2 separate regions of the Sus scrofa genome follow, and region 1 is linked to region 2. The links are chromatin contacts, called in public Hi-C maps. All regions are on one chromosome and are shown on one strand. The core of a region is the stretch at or near the end of the contact, and the rest is flanking DNA. Distances in the headings are between cores, read along the strand shown. Region 1 overlaps POU6F2 (POU domain, class 6, transcription factor 2). Region 2 overlaps POU6F2 (POU domain, class 6, transcription factor 2).

Evidence for each region. Hi-C and Micro-C count contacts between places; a contact is called where the count stands out from the background.
Region 1: a Hi-C map of liver shows a contact between it and region 2, with 3 times the contacts expected there. The contact joins two enhancer-like sites. A contact is called at or near these places in 1 of 5 promoter capture datasets (liver) and 9 of 47 Hi-C or Micro-C datasets (brain, embryonic fibroblasts, fetal liver and 5 more).

What each region holds. Positions count from the first base shown.
Region 1 is chr18:55,137,640-55,140,346 of Sscrofa11.1, reverse strand. It overlaps POU6F2 (POU domain, class 6, transcription factor 2), which reads left to right. Exons shown (of 10, transcript XM_021079083.1): 2 at 1,119-1,290. Among named protein-coding and RNA genes, the nearest start is that of POU6F2, 93 kb to the left of the region's middle. Within about 2 kb of position 1,291, at least 2 of the 83 cell types and tissues checked have an H3K27ac peak or open chromatin away from gene starts, as enhancers often do. A contact at or near this core is called in liver, where this site is marked.
Region 2 is chr18:54,754,536-54,757,235 of Sscrofa11.1, reverse strand. All of the region lies in intron 8 of POU6F2 (POU domain, class 6, transcription factor 2), which reads left to right. Among named protein-coding and RNA genes, the nearest start is that of YAE1D1, 93 kb to the right of the region's middle. Within about 2 kb of position 1,310, at least 13 of the 83 cell types and tissues checked have an H3K27ac peak or open chromatin away from gene starts, as enhancers often do. A contact at or near this core is called in liver, where this site is marked.

The sequences.
Region 1 (2,707 bases), core at 42-2,541, 380 kb before region 2:
GACAGGGGATCTGCGCCACACCTGCTCCTGCGCTGGTCACCTGTTTCCTGCTCAGGAACCATTTAGGCATGAACTTGGCAATAAATAGCTCCCAGATCACGCAAAAAGGGCGCTTCTGGCTTTTCTTTCCCTCTGCCTCCGATATCTGTGCCACAACAGTATCATGCGTCTTAGTTGGCAAGTGGAATAAAGGGCTACACTTGGAGAACATTGCTGATCCTAAAATGCCTTCCTAATGAGCTGAAGATCAAGCAGATTTACATTATTGGGGGGGTGTCAAGTTTGCCTTTTCGGAGGTGCTTTTTGTTTTCTTTCATGCTCTGGGCGTATGATGCTCTGGGTATCCGAGCTATTGAACACAGTTTGTAAGTATTTTTCCGATTCCTTTAAAAAAATGTCAACCCGTGTTCATGTCTTTTTGTCGTGTATGGTTCGCTTTCAGATGTTCTTCGGAGGTGGGGTCAGCTTCCGTCGGATCTGGGACCAGCGGAGTCAACTTCGGCGGCGCTGGTGGCATTTACATAAGACGTCTCTTTCATTCCAGCGAAAGCCTCCGGAGGGCCTCTTTCTCCCTCTCTCTTTTCTCTGCTCTGGGATCGGGTTTAATTGCTTCTCCCCCAGGGAGAGGGCTTCCTAAAATAGCCCCTGGCTCCTCCGTAGGGTGCTCCTTCCTTTTGAGTCTGTGGCCAAAGTACCAACCCCGCACTTTCTTCCTTTCCTTTCTTTTTCTTTCTCTCCCCCCCCCCCTTACTGCGTTGAAGAGGCGCAAGGTGTAAAAACAGTCACACAAAAGCACGTCCCACAATTAAAGCTGCGTTGGTTAGGTTGCTTTCAAAGAAGTTTGTTTTTTTTTTTTTTCCCTCCTCTCTCGGAAGCCTCCTGCATCTCTCACATGCTAGTTGAGCTTTAATAGGGAGGGAGTAATGGAGAACTCCTCGGCTCTGTAATAGCTCTTCACTTGACTGCAGCCAGCACTAACAGCGGGAGCAGGCAGAGATAAGAGAGAGGGAGAGAGGAAGAGGGTGTGTGTGGGGAGAGAGAGGGAGAGAGGAGCGAGGACACGCTCACACTAAAGCGGCCACTTCGTCTTCCTCCCTTCCCGCTTTTCCCCATCCTAGGATCCAATGATAGCTGGACAAGTCAGCAAGCCCTTGCTGTCAGTGCGGAGTGAAATGAATGCAGAGTTGGGAGGTGAGGACAAGGCTGCTACTTCAGACAGCGAGCTGAATGAGCCCCTGCTTGCGCCGGTGGAATCCAATGACAGCGAGGACACTCCCAGCAAGCTCTTGGGTGAGTCCGTCTAGGTGTTTCATTTCGCTCCTACCGTGTTGCCTAGAAGAGCACCCGCACCCCCCTCCCCCCCCACCCCAGGGCTGTTCGTGCGAGTTTCTTCCAAGTACCCAAAGAGGACCTTGGCATCTTGGGTGCCCACCCCCCCCACCCCCAGGCGGAGGCCCACTGGCCGGGAGGGTGTCCTCCAAACTTTTCCCAACAAGGAACTTCCTCCTGCGCCTTTGGACTGGTCAGATTTCGCTTGAGTCCGCAGGCGAGAAATCATTTGGGGGGAAAAAGAAGAAGAAGATGGTAGTATCATCAGGAAATCAGTTCCATTGTGAGAACTGGTTAACGTTTATTGAATAAATATCGACTCAGTTTCGGGTTGCTTCGCAGCCTTTTGTTAAGGGGAAGGAGAGTAAAGAGTTATTATCTGTAGTCAAAAGACCAGAGAGGGGAACTGAAAAATATCAATACCGGCGTCCGCTGCCAGGTAAACAAAGGTGGCTACGGGAAGTGCTCGAAGAACAAACATTTCATAATCGCAGTCAGAATGGCTATCTCTTCTTTTAAACGGGGGAGGGGGGAGAGGAGGACAGAAAATAGGTCCTTGGCGCCCCTCCCCTTTGCCTCTCCCCTCTGGCCAGAGTTTATAGCCTCGTCCTAAGTGTGGAGGCAGCCCGATCCTGTTAGAAATCTTTGTTTCATAAACAAAACAGGAACAAGCGGAGTGCCACTCCAGCAAAGACATCTGTCATTCAAACAGATGACACTCTGTAAGCCAACTCAGGCAACTGTGATCTCTAATCAGAAGGGGAGCAGGCTGGGGAGGCGCGTGACTGACGGATGGAGGGTAGATGTCCCCGCTGGAGGGGCGCTTACGGGATAGAATGACAGGAGGCTTTCAGAACAGTTGCTCCTGAAGCACGTGCTTTTAATTGTTTTCTGGTATCCATAAGCTTATAAGACTGAATCTGTGTGTTAGGTATGCACATATATGACATACTAACCTGTGCATATATATATGTTTACCTGATGTATATGTACTTAAATATATATACACACACCCTCACATCTCAGTATGGATGTGTGTGCATTTATTAGACAGAAAACTGCTTGAGCTCAGGTTAATCGTGCGTCTGAACTTGAAAGAAGCACAGCATCGTTGCATAGACTGCTTTATTAAGGAAGCCATTCATTCAGTTAAAAAGATAAGCTTAACAAAACAAAAACAAAAACAAAACCCTATGGACAGAAAGCGACTTGGACAGTGTGGTAGCTCTAGGCCAGCTTCAACAGGGAGCTGTCCTCTGATTTTAAATGATCCAACTTTAGAGGAGTGTGGCAGAGAAACTTTCTGTATCCAGTGTTCCATTGGTAAAAACACTGTCCTATAGTTAAGAGCGTAACCGCTTCCAGTTGCAAGGAATTT
Region 2 (2,700 bases), core at 61-2,560:
AGCCTACACCACAGCCACAGCAACGCCAGATCCGAGCCAAGTCTGTGACCTACACAACAGCTCACAGCAACGCTGGATCCTCAGCCCACTGAGCGAGGCCAGGGATCGAGCCTGAAACCTCATGGTTCCTAGTCAGATTCATTTCTGCTGCGCCACGACAGGAACTCCCACAGCTTTCTTTTCAACTCTGGTTATTATTAGTGATCTGGCCAAAAGCATCCTGCACAAATCACACACATGGATTTAGCTGCTAGTCTCGAGGAACTAGTAAGGAGACAACAATAAAGGCAGCCAGGGAAGGGAAGATAGAAATAGAATGGACTCACCCAAAGCTGCATCCCAAGGCCTAACCCGCCGGCTTCTGCATTTTGCCAAATTAGGACTGGAGTAGAGCAGACCTCGCAGGTCCTTCCAGCCTAACTCAAGTTCATGTTCGTCTAGAGGTGGGGCCGACACAAGGCAACGAATGTACCCCCCACAGGACCTGCTTAGTTCTGCTCAGAGAAAAACCCTCCCCCCCAACTCCAGATTCCACTGGCCACCCCAGCCCACTGACCCCCAGACTCTTGCCACTTGCCATAAATCACGGGATCGGTGGAGGGAGGGCAAAGCCAAGGTGCCTGCAGAGCTGCCTACACAGCGGGTAGGGTCTGTGGATAATGAAGGGTCAAAGGAGGCCACGCCCCAACTCCACCAGACCAGAGCCACAGAGAAAGCTCCTGTCTGGGGGGTCAGGGGTTCCCCCACAGGCATCGGAATGGCCTGCGGTGCTTGTTAAAAACAGCCCTCCCAGGCCCCATCGGTGACTCCAAGACCTCCTGCACTAAGAAAACCACTGTCCTAAAAACCATCCGTGACAAGGAAATGCCCCGGCTTCCACTTCCCACTCTTGGTTTTGAAGCCGCAGGCCGGCCGGGTCCTCATTCTCTCTTGGACAGTGGCCAGGCCCCCTACCTGCGCTGTCCTGTGCCACGTGTCCCGCTCTGTTCTACAGCGGAGCTTCCGGGCTGCTCTCTCCTTAGGACCTTCTCCCACAACAAGGAGCCCGTTTGGGCTCTTCGGAGTTGCCCGCCCCCGCCCCAGGAAGCGGTCCCATCGGTCCCAGCACGGGGTCGGCCCGTTTGTGCTCGTCCTGCCCTTTCAGAAGACAACCACCACTGCCCGAAGGCGTTTCCACCTCCCTACCGCCACCTCCGAACCCACTCCCGCCCCCTGGGGGGTGCACGCTCCACGGGCAGGATCAGCAGAAAGGGCTCGGCAAGGCGGCAGGACTGAGGAGGCTGCAGGGGAGGGGAGGAGGAGGAGGAGGAGGAGGAGGAGCTGAAGGCGCAGCCGGGACCACTTCCCACTGACGGGGCCCAAGCGCAGACGCGGCCCTGGCCGCCAAATCTTCTAGCCTTTCAAAACAGGAAACCCAAATGTCCTCCGGAAATTTCCCAGGGTTTAATGTTGGCAAGTAATTCTCCCAGACTGAAGCACTCGAAAAGCTGAGTGTTCTCTGCAAGCTGCTCATCTGCAACTTCTACTCCAGGAATTTTTAAATGAAGAAATGGAGAAGGGGCTCAGAGCTGCTCTGTGCGTGGAGGTGACTTCCCAGAATCCTTAGCAAACCCTCCAAGCTGCCCCAGACTGCTCTGCTGGTGGGAATTAAGATCCAGAGGGCAGGAGTTCCCACTGCGGCTCAGCAGTAACGAACCCAACTAGTGTCCATGAGGACTCGGGTTCAATCCCTGGCCTTGCTCAAGGGGTTAAGGATCCAGAGTTGCTGTGAGCTGTGGTGTAGGTGGCAGAAGCGTCTCAGATGTGGCATTGCTGTAGCTGTGGTGCAGGCTGGCAGCTGCAGCTCAGGGTCTACCCCTAGCCTGGGAACAGTGCAGCCAAAAAAAAAAAAAAAAAAAAATCCAGAAGGTATCACCCACCAGGCAGAACCCAAACAAATCCTCATTAACAGAGTGATGCCAGCTTTCTGGGGTGAATTTGGGGAGAAAAAGCAGCCAAATCAGTTTTATAGCCACCCTCGGCCCCTGCCCATGGACGTAGATTCTCAATGTCCTAAACGAAAGTCCCCACTCCCAGCACAAGCTCCCTCCTCCTGCTACTCAAACCCTCGAGGGCCCCACAGCCCCGCTTGCCTCGCTGCAGCGGTGCCCGCCCACACCCGGCTGCCACCGACCAGAGTATTCTCTAAAAGCTGCCCGCTGGGCGGGGCCCTCCCAGTGACATGTCCCAGAGACATCCCAGACAGATGTACCCTCCCCGTCACCTCGCCTCCGCTGTAAATTCCAGTGCGGGTGCCCCGCGGTCAGTCCTGACTACCCTCGACCTGGTATTTTCCTCGCATCGTGTCTCCTTGGTAAGGCTGGGCCCCAGCCGCCTGCAGGCAGCGAACTCCACAGAGGCTGGAACCCTCTTCTCTTTCTCTTGCTCCTTCTCTGCACTCGCTGGGACTCCCAGGAGTCGCCTGGGAAGTACGGACGGACGAACCGCTGTGGCTACGCCCACTTTGCACCTGTCTTCCCCCAGCGAGATTAGGCCTAGTGGCGTGTGAACGTCCTACAGGACTCTGTTTTAATGAGAGAGGAGAGCACAGCGTACCCTCCCTGGCTGATGCCAGTGACGCAGCCCCTCTCCCCTGTAATGACAGAATCTACATAAGCGCTAAGCCCCCCATTGATATGAACAGCTTTGTTTCAAAGTCCT